Regions from separate parts of the Mus musculus genome. Here region 2 is linked to region 1. Evidence: chromatin contacts called from public HiChIP or PLAC-seq data. All regions are on one chromosome and are shown on one strand. Each heading gives the region's core, a stretch centred on a gene start, on an enhancer-like site or on the middle of the called end of the contact. The rest is flanking DNA. Distances are from core to core; before and after follow the strand shown. Region 1 has its middle 24 kb from the start of Mgat5b. Region 2 overlaps Mgat5b (mannoside acetylglucosaminyltransferase 5, isoenzyme B).

The links. HiChIP or PLAC-seq counts read pairs in DNA pulled down with a chosen protein or histone mark.
Region 2: an H3K27ac HiChIP or PLAC-seq map of embryonic stem cells shows a contact between it and region 1, with 32 read pairs. The contact joins two enhancer-like sites. A contact is called at or near these places in 2 of 15 datasets of contacts at CTCF or cohesin (pro-B cells and stem cell-derived epiblast-like cells), 1 of 484 Hi-C or Micro-C datasets (nephron progenitors), 5 of 115 datasets of contacts at active chromatin or transcription factors (embryonic stem cells and forebrain) and 4 of 9 other capture datasets (adipose tissue, embryonic stem cells, liver and 1 more).

What each region holds. Positions count from the first base shown.
Region 1 is chr11:116,891,461-116,899,056 of GRCm38.p6, forward strand. No RefSeq gene overlaps it. Among named protein-coding and RNA genes, the nearest start is that of Mgat5b, 24 kb to the right of the region's middle. Within about 2 kb of position 2,586, at least 19 of the 459 cell types and tissues checked have an H3K27ac peak or open chromatin away from gene starts, as enhancers often do. A contact at or near this core is called in embryonic stem cells, where this site is marked.
Region 2 is chr11:116,966,911-116,974,506 of GRCm38.p6, forward strand. Mgat5b (mannoside acetylglucosaminyltransferase 5, isoenzyme B) reads left to right here. Exons shown (of 18, transcript NM_172948.3): 10 at 1,475-1,608; 11 at 6,391-6,521; 12 at 7,282-7,287. Among named protein-coding and RNA genes, the nearest start is that of Gm33829, 39 kb to the left of the region's middle. Within about 2 kb of position 4,176, at least 7 of the 459 cell types and tissues checked have an H3K27ac peak or open chromatin away from gene starts, as enhancers often do. A contact at or near this core is called in embryonic stem cells, where this site is marked.

The sequences.
Region 1 (7,596 bases), core at 1,336-3,835:
GTCTGGTGGCTGTCCTATATTGTTGGGAGCCGCCCCCACATTCGCCGTATGTGATGAGGGAGTAGCGTTTGGCGGCCACCAAATGAGGAACCAAATGAGATGCCAGCTGCCTGCTTCTTCATCTCAGTCTTGCCAAAGAAAGAGTAACCGTGTTTGGTATGGTGGCTGACCTCACTTTTCTTCATTTTCTAGAGAAAGGCACCTTAGCGGCTCCCAAGTTTACTGGCATTGCGACCTCCTTGGTGCGTTTAGTCATGTTGCTAGGACTCAGGCAGTGTCAGAGGTCTCTCCTCCCTTTTTAAGAAGCACTTTCAGGGTCATAAATATTCATCTGTATCCTGCAGAGAGAGGACCAGTTGGCAGGTCTCACCCTAGGAAGGGGTTGGTTCTTAGGGCCTGCAGTAATTGATTCCTACCTGGGAAAAGAGCAAATGTGGCCAGGTGGTGCCCCTGTTGTCACCTGAGCCCTGAGACCAAGAGAAATCAGGCTGCATACCGGGTAATGTGGCTGGGAGCTGAGTTTAATGAAAGGGTGTCTTGTGGAGTCTCTTGTGGATCGATTCTTTGCATGCATTAAGACATTCAAATTAAATGGTTACTGATACCTTTTGTTTTATGTTTGACAGGGTCTCACTATAGCCCTGGCTGGCCTGGAACTCACAAAGATCTATTTGCCTCTGCTGGGATTAAAGGCATGCACCCCATGCTCTGTGAAAATGATTTTTTTAATATTTATTTAATGTTTATGAGTACATTGTCACTGTCTTCAGACACACCAGAAGAGGGCATCAGATTTCATTACAGATGGTTGTGAGCCAACATGTGGTTGCTGGGAATTGAGCTCAGGACCTCTCGAAGAGCAGTCAGTGCTCTTAACCACTGAGCCATCTCTCCAACCCTGTTAAAATGGTTCTTAAAGGGGCTTGGCTATAGCTTAGTCAGTAGATGCTTGCCTAGCATACAGGAACCCCAGCGCTCCAAGGCAGAAGGATTAGAAAAATTGGGAACTTGTCTGGAAATAAAAAGCAAAGCGAAGAAAGCAAACCACGATTCTTAAAAGCTTGGCTTAGAAACAAGAGATTCAGACCCGGTGGTACACACCTGCAATCCCAGCACTTGGGCGGGCAATAGAGACAGGAAGGCCTTCATAAGCTACACAGCCCAACACAGCTTCTCGGGAAGGAGCTGGATGCCCAGCAGGCTAGCTTTGTGGGTAAAGCTGCTTGCTGGCAAGTCTGAAGACCCAAGTTCAATTCCTGGGGACCCATCACAGGATAGAAGAAATGAACTGACTGCCACAAGTTGTCTTCTGACCTCCACCGTCATGTGGTGGCATAGGTGCATGTGCACATCAAATAAATGTAAATAATAAATAAAAGATACATACATCATATATATACATATATATATGTATATATATACATATATAAATACACACACACACACATATATATATATAGAGAGAGAAAGACAGAGAGACAGAGAGAGAGACAGAGACAGAGAGACAGACAGAGAGAGAGGCAGAGAGACAGAGAAAGGGATAGATAGCCAACTGGGCTACACACTACCCAACTCAACCAACCAACACCTTAGATGAAGGAATTGTACCACACAATAAGCAGGGTTGTACTCTCCCCAGTTGTCATCCAATGTTTTCCAGACATGATATTTCCATGGAGGAGAGAGTATATCAGAGGCAGAGACTCATTTTCCCCTTCCTAGTGTTTAGAGGCTGTGGCCAGTCTCCTTTCTTTGAGCACCAGGCTGGTCTGGAGCTCACATTATATACCAGGCTGGCCCCAGCCTGGCAGTCAGACAGTCACAGGGATGGATCACAGGTCTGATCCATCAAGCCCAGCTTCCCCACGGTTTTTAAGAAGCTTAATTGTGCAGGTGGTAGCTCTTCACTCCTGTAGTTTACTGTCAGAAGCAAATCTCTAAGTCCAGCCCACAACAAGGGGCACTTGGGTCCTCTCAGAGGCTGCCTGCTGCCTCTACCTATGCAAGCATGTGTGTGTACTTTGGTTTTTGTCGGAGCAGTGAACTCTTAAAGATTTATACGTCAGGCGCGTTCTCCTTTTGGCTATCTGGAAGGGAGCGCCCCCTTTAATGGCCTATTAATTCTCTTGACTTGTATGTTTTACAAACACTTGCTTTTGCCTCTGATGGAGCATCCTGTCGAAATCCACAAATTACGCGTTCCTGTAACAGCAGGCGGCAGCCTACATATGAAGATGCCAGCTATAAAATGCCAGCGTGTGAAGGTGTTTTGCCAACGGGCTGTGAGTTTGCAGATGGGGACGCTGCCTTAGAGGTGGGTGCGCCCCTGTCATCCTGGCACTGGGCCAGATCTGTAGTAAGGACCGTGCACCTTCCTGCTCACCGTCAGACAGCCCCTCCCTCACCTTCCTGCTCACCGGCAGACAGCCCGGTCCCTAAGTGGAGGGTGGGTGTGGGGCCTCCTCTGGATGAGAATAATGAAACAAGTTCTGGCTAGAGTGAGGGTCCCTAGGGCAGAGCACAAGTGAAGGGTGAGAGGGACCAGGTCACTGTCCTGTCCTGCACAAGAGCATACTCTGTCATCCCCACGCCCCAGGGATGGAAGGGGAGGGGCTGGTGCATGAAGCTTGCTGTGAGGTCAGGACTAGACTGGACTACAGAGTGAGATTCTGTTTGAACAAAACAAAACCGGGAGTGGTGGGTGTGTGGGAGGGAGGGGAGTAGGGGGAGGGGGGCGGGCCGGAGAGATGACTCAGCAGTTAGGGCCGGAGAGATGACTCAGCGGTTAAGAGCATTGGCTGTTCTTCCAGAGGACTCAGGTTCAATTCCCAGCACCCACATGGCAACTCACAGCTGTCTGGAACTCCAGTTCCAGGAGATCTGACATTCTCACACAGGCATGCATATATGCAGTCAAAATGACAATGTACATAAAATAAAAGTAAATAAATCAAAACCAAACAAAATTGAATTAAAGATGATACCTCAAGTCCATGAGGCTCTGTGTGCTAACACTGCAGAAACTATGATTTGTGCACACCTGTGATCCAGCACTTGGGCAAAGTTACCTTCAGGTACACAGTGAGTTTGTGGCTAGCTTGAGCTATGGGAGACCCCTTTTCATATACACAAGCAAGAGAAGAATAAAAAAATGATACTTTGAAGCTGGACAGTTGGTGGTGCACACCTTTGATTCCCCCACTCAGAAGGCAGAGGCAGGCAGATCTCTATGAGTTCAAGGTCAGCCCGGTCTACAGATGTCTAAGGAGAGTTCCAGGACAGCCAGGGCTACACAAAGAAACCCTGTCTCAAAAAAGCAAAACAAGCAAAGAGACTGTGAGCCTGGAGTACCCAGCCCCAGCGCATGCCTTGACATGCTATCTCGTCTGTCTGTGGACATCTTCTTTTGGTCAGGTGCCTGTCGTCAGCCTGTTATTACATCTGTATTTGTAAGTTTCTGCCCCTTGGGGAGACCCCTCTCAGCCCGGAAAGACCCCAGCACCTCTGAGAGTGTAATATGGTCAAAGTCACAAGGCTATGGGACAGATTGGCAGGCTGGGGAAAGCTGCACAGCCCTGAGCCCTCAGTTGTCCCTGTCCTTCTGTCAACTGGGGACTGTGCCGCCTACTCAGTGGGATTGTATGAGGTGGGTAACTCACACAGAGCCCGGCATTAGAGCAGACAGTACACAGTATTGCCCCACCCTCCTGCCCTCCTCAGACCCAAACCCAGCTTTCCTTTCTTTTTTTTTTCTTTTTTTTTTTTTTTTTTTTTTTTTTTGCTGTCTTCAGACACTCCAGAAGAGGGAGTCAGATCTCGTTACAGATGGTTGTGAGCCACCATGTGGTTGCTGGGATTTGAACTCTGGACCTTTGGAAGAGCAGTCGGGTGCTCTTACCCACTGAGCCATCTCACCAGCCCCCCCAGCTTTCCTTTCTTGTCTTTCCATATGAGTGTTTCTGTTGGAGTGTATGCAAGGGGAAGAGCAGAAGAGTCAGGGCTTAAGCCTCAGAGCAGAGGAGAAGGGCCTGCGGACCTGGCTCTGCCCTACTCTTTGTCCTGGGAAGAGTAACAGAGCTCTCCACGGTCAGGGAGAAGCCACTACATTGTGACAGCTCCATCCATTCCTCTGTGGGGGGCTTCTCTGCCCAGCAGCTTCCTTTGTTCCTGTGTGCACATGCGTGAATGTGTGCATGTGTCTGTGTGGTGTCTGTGTAGTGTATGTCTATGTCTGTGTGATCTGTGTATGGTATGTGTGTATGTGTGTGTGTGTAGTGTGTCTATGTGGGTTTAGTGTGTCTGTGTGGTATGTGTGTGTGTGCATGTTTGTGTGTGTAGTGTGTGTGTGTGTGTGTAGTGTGTTTGTCTGTGTGATCTGTGTGTGGTATGTGTGTGTGTGTGTGTAGTGGGTCTGTGGTGTGTCTCTGTGTATGTAATAGAAAAGGAACCTTGAATACCACCATAGACTATATCTCTTTCAAATTCACATGCAGAAATTCAACTCCAGGGACTGGGGAGAGGGCTCAGACTGTACAGGCTTCACTAGGCAAGCATGAAGACTTGAGTTTACAACCCAGCACCCACGTACAAAGCCAGGCTTGGTGGTGCACACCTATAATCCCAACACTGGGAGGCAGAGACAGTCAGATGCACTGAGCACTGGTCAGTCTTGCCAATTGATGAACTGTAAGTTCAATGAGAGATCGTGTCTCAAAACAGTGGGGGTGTGGGTGGGGTGGGACATGAGATGGCTCAGTGTGTAAAGGCTCGGGTGAGGGGACATGAGATGGTTCAGTGTATAAAGGCACTTGCTGGCAAGCCTGATGATAGAAGCTTCATTCCTAGGACCCACGTGGAAGCAGGAGAGACACCATGGTATGAACACACACACACACACACACACACACACCAAATTACCAGTATACTAGTATTGGAGAGATGGCTCGGCGGTTAAGAGCACCAACTACTCTTCCAGAGGTCCTGAGTTCAATGCCAGGCAACCAAATGGTGGCTCACAACCATCTGTAATGGGATCTGATGCACTCTTCTGTGTCTGAAGAGAGCAACAGTGTACTCACATAAAATAAATAAATGAATCTTTAAAAAAGAGAGAGAGAGAAGAAAGAAAAACAGGCCTTTGTGAGGCAGATAGGGTTAAAGGACACCAGCCTCATGTGGGATTAGTGGCCTTTCTGCAACACCAGCCCGATGGCCTTCTGCAAACCAAGAAGCCTCACCAAGAACCTTGCTCTTACCAAAAAAAAAAAAAAAAAGAACCTTGCTCTTGGACCTGCCAGCTTCCTGAACTGTGAGCACAGAAGTCCACTGTTTGAGCCCCAGGCTGTGGCATTAGATGACAGCGGCTGGAGCCAGCTCATCTGGATAGCTTTCTAGGCTGAGGCTTCTGTCTTCTCCTGCAGCTCCTGCTGCCTGTTGTCTGTTGGGGGGTGGGGGGGGAGCAGCCACCTCTCTGATGGAAGAAGACATGCCGCGGTCCCTGTCCTGATCCCAGTAGACTGCCTCCAAGTGTTCCTCTGTATCTCAAGCTGGGGTCTGTGATGTCCCTACCTTGCCATCTGGGAGTGCCATGGATCCTGGGGCCACACCCACCTGCAGACTGCGCCCTGGGGTGTGTTTGTCCTCTTTGTGGAATTTCTTTTTCTCTTGTCTGTGCCCTGAATTAGGCTTATTTATCTCTATTGCCTGTTCTAAATCAGGGGTGGAGAAAAGACACGTTGGAGGGCTGGTATCCGCTCACTGTATCTACAAAGCACACATTTTCTTTGTGTGTCTGGAAAACGTCTGAGCTTTGAAAGTGTGCCTTAAATGGCCTAATTGCTCTCAGTCCTGCCTTGGTGTCCCACATCTGACTCTTCATGGATTTTGGAGGGGAGGCACTGCTAGGACACCCCTAACTTGGGGGATATTTTTGGCAAACCATAGTTTGCTTCTTGGGATCCAGTCTGTTTTCTATAGCAGCTGCTACCCGCAGCTTCAGATCTCAGAGCTTTTGTCTCTGGCTTTGGGAAGGAAACCTGCCCTGAGCTGCTGAGTTAACATCAGGACCACAGGCCAGGGCACCTCATCCAGCCCTGTTCACAAGGAAAAGAAGGGGTGCTGCTGCTTGGAGCCTGCATCCATAGAGCCCCAAGATGCTGAGGGTTGGGGTGAGAGCCACCCCAGTCTGTGGTATTTCCCACTACTGGTTTCATTAACCATCTATCACTGTGGCTGACTTTCCTATGACAACAAGTGGGCTGTCCCACATCCATCTCTGCAGAAGTGGTTTAGCCACACAGAGGGGTCGGGGTGTGGCTCAGTTGGCTGAGCACTTGCCTAGCATCCAGGAAGCCCTGGGTTTGATCTCCAACACTACATAAAGCAGACATGGTGATGTATGCTTATAATCTCTGAATTTGGGAAGAGGCAGGAGTTCCCAGACAGTTGTTTAAAGCTTGCTTAGTAGACCAGGCTAGACCTGAACTCAGAGGTCGCTTGTCTCTGCCTCCCAAGTAGTGGGATTGAAGGCATGCACCAGCTTACATGGCTTTTCAAACTGCCTTCTTGACACTGGCATGGCTGTGCTGCCAGGAGAGGCCCGAGGCTCTCACTCTCTGCATCTCCACCTGCGGCCGGAGCAGACCTCAGCTCCACGCAGCAGCAATGGATTCCTGCCTGCTCTCCAGTCCCTTTTGTTAAAGATTTATTCTGGTCAGGCACGGTGGTACACTCCTTTAATCCCAGCAGTCAGGAGGCAGAGGCAAGTGGATTTCTTCTGTGAGTTCAAGGCCAGCCTGGTCTATACAGTGAGTTTCAGGACAGCCAGGACTACACAGTAAGCCCTTGTCTCAAACAAACCAACCAAGATCTTTGTTTAATTTTCTGTGTGTGGGACTGGGTGGGAGTATGTGTGAGTGTGTACGTATATGTGTGAGTATGAATATGTGCGTGTGTGTATGAATGTGTGTGTGTGTGTGTGTGTGTGTGTGTGTGTGTGTGTGTGTGTGTAGGAGCCCACAGGGCCCAGAGACATTGGATCCCCCTGGAGCTAGAGTTGCTCATGGTTCTGAGCTGCTGGATGTGGGTGCCATCCCTCCAAATCCCACTTGTTGTTCACTGAGCTCCCAGCCACTCTGACCCTCTCTAGTCCAGACTTCCAAGTTACCTTGGCTGCCCCCATGGTTCCTCCCATCTTTACATGGAATCTTCTCCTTCCTTCCTGATAGTGATTTTCTCCCACCAATCCCCAGCACAACCCACAGTAGTTGTCCCTCACCCCAGTGCATGGTCTCATGTAGCCCAGGCTAGCCCCCAACTCTCTCAGATAGCTGATGCTAATTTAAAACTCCTGATCCTCTTGCCTCTGTTTCCTAAGCGCTAGGATTATAAGTGTGCAGCGCTGCACCTAGCTCTGAAGTCTTCTTGGGGGGTGGGGAGCATGCAGTCCCTGAGATGTGGATTCCCCTTCCCATTTGGAAAATGAGCCCCCCCTCCATGTCACAGAATTTTCCCTGTCCAATTACATTAGTGCAGAGGAGGCCTGTGATTAGACAGGGGAAAAGGAGGCAGAGCTAAGAGTTGTAGAGGCAGAGATCG
Region 2 (7,596 bases), core at 2,926-5,425, 77 kb after region 1:
AGACCCAGAACCAGGGACTACTGGGACCACAGCGCCTCCCCCATACCTTCTCTGCCAGCTAGCCCAGGGTAGACCCAGAACCAGGAATTACTGGGACCACAGCTCCTCCCCCATACCTTCTCTGCCAGCTAGCCCAGGGTAGACCCAGAACCAGGAATTACTGGGACTACAGCTCCTCCCCCATGCCTTCCCTCCTGCCAGCTAGCCCAGAGTAGACCCAGACTCAGGGTAGACCCAGACCCAGGGTGCTAGGACCACAGCTCCTCCCCATGCCTTCCCTCAGCTAGCCCAGGGTAGACCCAGACCCAGGGACTGTTGGGACCATAGTTCCTCTCCCATGCTCCCTTCTGCCTGGAGCCCAGGTGGAACATGGCCCTCTTCTTCCTGTCTCAGCCTTCCCATCCCTCTCCAAACCATTCTCATCCCAAACAGATCACTGGCAGCCCTTTAGAGCCATCCATGCCCCTGCTGGATGGGGGCTGAAGCCTGTAGGATGGACTCTGTCCAGGTCACCTCCAGGCATCCCAGGGGGTGGGAGGGTGGGAAAGAACCCTTCTGTGGTCAAGATCTCCACCATGGAGCCTGGCGTGGGGGTGTCAGCCTATGCTCTTTCCCTGGTGACCCCAGGATCTAAGGCAAGCGTGTTGCAGCCAGCAGCACTGGCTCCGTTTAGCACCAAGAGCCCCACTGTTCACTCCTATGCCCTAATGCCATCAACGGTGTGATTTTATTAGAGGGAGGTGACGGCTGGCGTTATTGCTTTTGTTATTAATGTGCGCTGTCTGCACATTGCCATCTTGCCCGCCCCACCCCCCTCTCCGCAGGAATCCTGCCGACCTCAGCACTCTGCAAAATTCTGGGTCACCCAGAAGAATGCTGGGCCCTGGCAGCTTCGCGGGGCGGGGCGGGGGGGGGGGTTTCTAAGTGTTAGCACCTTTCTTCAGGAGACACTCAGGATGCATGGGTAGGGATTCTGGAGCCATGGTCTCTGAGTGACCTGGCCCTAGGTTAGCTGATCCTATAGGAGCTCTGGGGTTTAGACTACAAGCTTTGGAGGGGGGCAGTAAAAGTGGAGGAGTCTCCCATGCTCAGGTCCCCGGGAGACCACCCATGAACCCCGTTCTTCCCAACAAAGCATAGCTTACAAATGACTCTGGACAATGAAGGAACCCCAACCCCTTCAGACACCACCTCTCTTCCTAGCCTCACTCCAGTGGAGGTGATGGCTTGGCTTCTGGATACCAACCAGGGGCCCTGCAGGCATCCAGAGTGGCCTCTGCTGTTCCGTTGGGGAAGCTGGCACAGAGAGCGTGATGTACCGCTGTGGTCACACGGTGAGGCAGTGCCTAGGTGGAGCCCTTGTCAAGTACTGTACTTCCCTGACCTAGCCACAGCACGGTCACAGGGGCACTCCGAGTCCAGGGACAGGCAGGAAGGTTTGACCTCAGTCCTGGTTCACTCTTGGGGAGGACAGGTGCAGAATCCGAGTCATCGACACCTTTGGGACGGAGCCAGCGTACAACCACGAGGAGTATGCCACGCTGCACGGCTACCGGACCAACTGGGGTTACTGGAACCTCAACCCCAAGCAGTTCATGACCATGTTCCGTGAGTGTTACTGGCAGAGAAAGGGGTACCCCTCGTATGTGCAGGAGCGGGTCTCCCCATGCGTGCAGGGGTGGGGTCTCCCAATGTGTGCAGGAGCAGGGTCTCCCAACATGTGCAGGGGCGGGTCTCCCCGTATATGCAGGGGCGGGCCTCCTTCCTCCTGGGCCAATGGGATGGCCTTAACAAGTAGAGAGAAGCAGACATCACAGAGACTCTAGAAGCTGTGTCCAGAGCTGGGACTGATTCAAGGCTGGGAGCTCTCAGAAGCACGTGGCTCAGAGCGGGGGTGGGGGGTGGGGGTGGGGCCCAGTGGACTTCTAGAAGTTTCCAGGACGAATCAGAGAAACTGGAAGTGGGTGGGGCAAAGAAATGCGGGCCTTTCTACACAAAGGGACGATAACTAAGCAGATGGACGAGCCTGAAGGTTCTGGAAACATGGGAGCTTAGTTAGGTTCCAACACTGGGGCGAGCCTGAAGAAAGGGGACCAACTCCTCGGGAGCACAGTGCCTCAGGAGCACAGCGCCTCGGGAGCACTGTGCCTCGGGAGCATAGCGCCTCGGGAGCATTGTGCCTCGGGAGCACAGCGCCTCGGGAGCACAGCGCCTCGGGAGCACAGTGCCTCGGGAGCACAGCGCCTCGGGAGCACAGTGCCTCGGGAGCATTGTGCCTCGGGAGCACAGCGCCTCTGGAGCACAGCGCCTCGGGAGCACAGTGCCTCAGGAGCATTGTGCCTCGGGAGCACAGCGCCTCGGGAGCATAGCGCCTCTGGAGCACAGTGCCTCGGGAGCACAGTGCCAGCATTTGTAGCCTGCTTTTCATTTCCAGCGCTGAGGACCGCACCTGGGGCCTTGTGCACGTTAGACTAGCTACAGCCCCAGCCTCCGCCACTTTGAAATGTTTGAGAAGGCTCTCAATATGTCCCTGAGTCTGGCTTTGAACTCCTGCCTCAGCCTCCCAAGGGTTGGGATTTCAGTCATGTGTGGTTCTTGGTTAAGGGTCTCTTTGGTATCACTGAAAAGATCTTTTATTGGGTTTATTTATTCATTTGTGCGTATGGGGGCGTGGCAGTGGAGCACACACACGTCAAGTGTGGGGACGTCAGGGGACAACTTGTAGGAATCATTTCTTTCCTCCTGTCATGTGATTCCCTACGATGTCAGGCTTGGTGGCAGGCCCCTCCTCCACCCTGAGCCATCTCACCGGCCCCCAGCTGCGAGCAGAGTAGCATCCTAAGCATCTAATTTGTGGTACTTCAGAGGCTCTGGGCCAGAGAGCCAGAGAAGCCACCTTGTTAGGATCGTGTCTAAATTAAGAGCAGAGTGGTTCCGCACAGTTCCCAGAGACTCGCAGAGGATATGATCTCTATTCAAGGCGTCAAACTCGACGTTTCTGTCAGCAGCTTAGGTTCGGGCTGCGCTGGGCAGAGATGAGAGAGCAGAATCACTGAGTGATGCCTTCATTAGCTCCCAGACGGGTAGGACAATTCCTGCAGCCCATGGAGTCTGGAGGAGGAAACTGAGGTCCAGAGAGTTACTGAGACCTGTCTAGGGACACGCACCTCTGTGGGAATCACTCTTTGCTGGGGAGCACGTTTGGAAGTTCTGTGAGGCCCAGAAGGGAGGGTAGTTTGGGCACAATATGTCACAGGGGTGAAGTCCAGAGGGAAAATATATCAAGGGGAGGGCGGGGGACCTAGGGTAGAGAAATGAAAGCTGTAGAATTTGAGTCTTGGGTAAAAGTCTTCCTTCCCACTTAGAAAGGAAGGCAGATTTGATAAGAGAAGCCTCAGGGACCAGGTATGCGCCACTGTGTTCGGCTCAAGAAGAAACTTTGCAGGCAGAGTGCATTAGCGGACTGCAGATGGCCAAAGGGGTGGAGGTCAGTGGGGGGCAGAAGATGGGTTCAGAGGCTTCTGCAAGAACCTACTAAGCACTTGGGAGGCAGAGGCAGGTGGATCTCTGTGAGTTCGAGGCCATCCTGGTTCACAGATAGAATTCCAGGGCAGCCAAGGCTACACAGAGAAACCCTGTCTCCAAGAAAGAAGGGCTTTCTAACAAGGGCTACCAAGATGAATCACCAAGTAAAAGAGCTTGCTACCAAACTTAATCCCCTGAGTTCGATCCCTGGGACCCACAGCATGGAAGGAAAGAACCAACTCCCACAAACTGACCTCCACACATGCACTATAGCACACAAGTACACACATACACACACACAGAGTTAATTAATCAATAACTGGCAGATCTGGCAAACTCCTACTCATCCTCCTGAACCCTAATCAAATGTTCCTTCTCTTTTTCCCATTACTTACACTCTTCCTTCATCTTTCAAACAGTGTGCTTCCTCACCTTATAATTTATTCTGTCCTTTTTAGTGTTTTGAGACAGGGTCTTAGGTAGCCCAGGCTGGCTTTCTTTCCCTCTCCTGGCCTAACCTTCACCTGCCTTGGGCCCTTTGTCTAATTGTCCTTGTTATTTTAATTGGCCACCGCCCTTCCTTGTCCATTCACACTGACTGATTCAGCTAATTATATTCTAAACCTGTCCCTTCTGGCCGAGGGCAAGGCAGGCCTGATGTGTCCTCAGCTGCTGAGGAGAGGGAAGCCACCGGAAGAGGCAGCCAGCCCAGCCGGAGGTTGATGGAGGGAGGCAGCCAAGCATCCACCCACCCATTCATCCATCCATCCATCCACCCACCCACCCATCCATCCATTCATTCATCCATCCATCCAGAGGCTCTAGCTGCCTCTGTGCGTTAGAGATGCTTCTAAAGTTGAGAATTGCCTGGAAGTCAGTAGCATCATCCTCTGTCCTGAGTACCCACACAGAGGGCCCTGGGAGACAGTAGAACCATCCCCTGTCCTGAGACCCACACAGAGGGCTCTGGGAGACAGTAGAACCATCCCCTGTCCTGAGACCCACACAGAGGGCCCTGGGAGACAGTAGAACCATCCTCTGTCCTGAGACCCACACAGAGGGCCCTGGGAGACAGTAGAACCATCCCCTGTCCTGAGACCCACACAGAGGGCCCTGGGAGACAGTAGAACCATCCTCTGTCCTGAGTACCCACACAGAGGGCTCTGGGCCTCGGGGCAGGGCTCTGCCTCACTGCAAAGCCAAGAGCAGGAAGGAAGTTTGGGTCTATTCTGCAGTCAGCTTAGGACCACAGCATTCCCAGGCATTGGAACAGGAGGCATCCGGGCCTGGGCATGGGGCTCAGTTGGCAGACTGCTTGCCTAGCACAGACAAGACCCTGGTTTCAAGCAGCACGGGACATGTAGGTGCACACCTATAATTCCAGCAGTTAGGTGGAGACAGGGAAATCAGAATGTTGGAGTTACCCTCAGTTACATGGGGGAGTGTTAAAGCCAGCCTAAGGTACACCAGATGTGGCCGGGAATGTCTCATGGGATTGTCCATGTGCCTGTCCTTCAAGGAGGGATTGGGGAGGCCACACTGTGTTTGATTAGCTCCCCTGAGGGAGCTCCCCCTCCATGCCCGTGAGGCCAAGGTGTGGATCACAAGCATATGGGGTGGGAAACAGGGTGACAGGAATTTGGGGGTGTCTCAGGTAGCCTGAGAATGCCTTGCTTGCGGCTGGCACTCACCAGGGTTCTGCCCACACAGGAAAGCAGTGGACCCTGGAGACCTTTGATTCCAGGTTTCAGCATCTCCCAGGGCCACTGCCAGAGCTGCTCAGGTCCAAGGCAGGAGAACAAGAGAGGAGATGGAAAGCTAGTCCTCCTGTGGACAGGTTTATCCACACCTGACCCCAGGATTGTGGCTGTGTTCAGTGCCTCAGCCCAGCTGTTGCAGGATGAGAAATCTCGTTAACTTAAAAAAAAAAAAAAAAAAGCATTAATTGAATAAGGAGAGAACCCCTGCCCCCTTGATCATATACTCTTTTAGACAAACCATATGTCTTGGGTCATCTTCTAACAAGAATGCAATAATGGTGCTTTTCTGCAAAATCTAAGCAAAAAAAAAAAAAATTATTAAAAAGAGATAAAACTTACTTTGTCCTTGAGGGACAGAGAGGAAGTCAGATCCTGCCCTGCCAACTGGGTTCTGGAAGAGTATTAGGAGGTCTTTATCTTAATTCTCTGTTGTGTTCTCTACAGAGAACCAGCTTGGGGGGTGGGATGGGGCAGGAAGGCTGGCAGACCTCAGAGAGGCTCATGGGGCCAGATGATGGGGGCGGGACCATGTGGGATTTTATCTCTCAGAAAAGGGAGGATAGAGGCACAGCAGCCATACAATACAGGTTAGCAGGTGTGATCGTGAAGGTGCCCTGGCTGGGGACACTGAGGTGAGCTGGGGACAAGCTGGGAACAGAGAGAGTGGGAGCTTGGCCTGTGGGGTCTTGGTCAGGTCTAGGAACCTGATGGGACCCAAATCAGAAAGGATTGTTCTAGAGAAAAGAGCCTGCCAAGAGAGCTTTGGAAACAGCTGTCAGTGTGCTGGGGGGTGGAGGGGTGAGCAAGGGGGAGGACACCCCCCTGCAGTGACACGTGTCTGCTGAGACAAAGGAGCCTGTGCTCTAGCAAAGGGAGTGAGCAGAGAAGGGAGACCCGACTGGGTTACCCAGAGTCAGACCATCTGGAGACACACTGGGGAGCCAAATGGCCCTGGGGGTTCCCTGCTCCGAGCTCCAGGCCAGCCCACCCATGGGTGCTCTCCCTACACGCTCAGCTGAGACTCCTGGGAGAGGCATTTCAAGGGAGCAGGCTTCTGCTTGGACATTTGATAACCTCTTCTTCCCCCTTTGCGGCCGGGCTGTAGCTCACACCCCAGACAACTCCTTCATGGGCTTCGTGTCCGAGGAGCTCAATGAGACCGAGAAGCAGCTCATCAAAGATGGCAAGGCCAGCAACATGGCGGTGGTGTACGGCAAGGAGGCGAGTATCTGGAAGGTGAGCCCCAGCAAGCCCACTGCCAACCACACCGGCTCCAATGCGGGCCATACCCACAACACTTGCTGAGTGTGTGTCACACCCACGCCAGTACCAGACACATTCACTGTACCTTCTGTGCCTTCACAAGGACAGGCCACAGCCCCTTCTGACACAAGCCGTGTCCACCGCACTGCCACCACCACCCAAGCATAGGCCACAGCCACACAGATCATCTGCATGCCAGCGCTGGACACGCCTACCGCACCTGGTTCTGGTGCTGATCACCCCCATAACCAGGAAGGCTCCAGCCACACAATGACAGGGCTTACCTAGCCAAGGCCATGCCTCTGCAGTCCATGCCTGAAGCTGCAGGCACAGGTGCAGGATCCAGACGGCAGCTCCCATCTGCTGCACGAAGCCTAGGGCATGCACTGGATTATTGCAAATGGCTCCAAGTAGTCCCTAACAAGATGGCGACTGCCCCCCTCCCCCCAACCCCTGCACTGTTCCCACCGGACGGCCGCTCTGTGGAGGACTCTGATGAGATCCTCCTGCCCTGCATCTAGGAACTAATAAATGATGTAAACCCCATGGGGAGCCTTAGGAGAGTGGAACTTGGTGGGATGAGAGGCAGGGGTGGAGCTTAGAAATTAAGACGCCATCTTCCAGCATGGGTCCCCCATCCTGGGAAACTTATGCGGGTGGTGCCTGCCTCTGGTCACGCCTCTGGTCACTAACCTGCTCTCTCTGTTCCCTATGCTCCATGGCGACGAGGCAGCTCCAGGTACGGACCGGAAGCCTCCATGCGCGTGCCTTTGCCTTACTGCAGCAGTGGCTGCTCTGTGGGGTCTCCCTGATGATGTGTCCTTGACTCTAACACTAGCTCCATGGAGGTACCAGGGGGAGGAGGGGAGGGCGAGGGGACGGCAGGGTCCACGGAGCAGTCTTCCCTGGGTCCCTCCCTGTGAGAGTTCCTGGGTACAACCACAGACAAGACTGAGGGTGGGCGTGTCAGAAGACAGGCACAGGCAGGTGGATGGTACAAAGACAGGGTTGGGCTGGGGAGTGTGGCTCAGTCGGTAGAGTGTTTGCC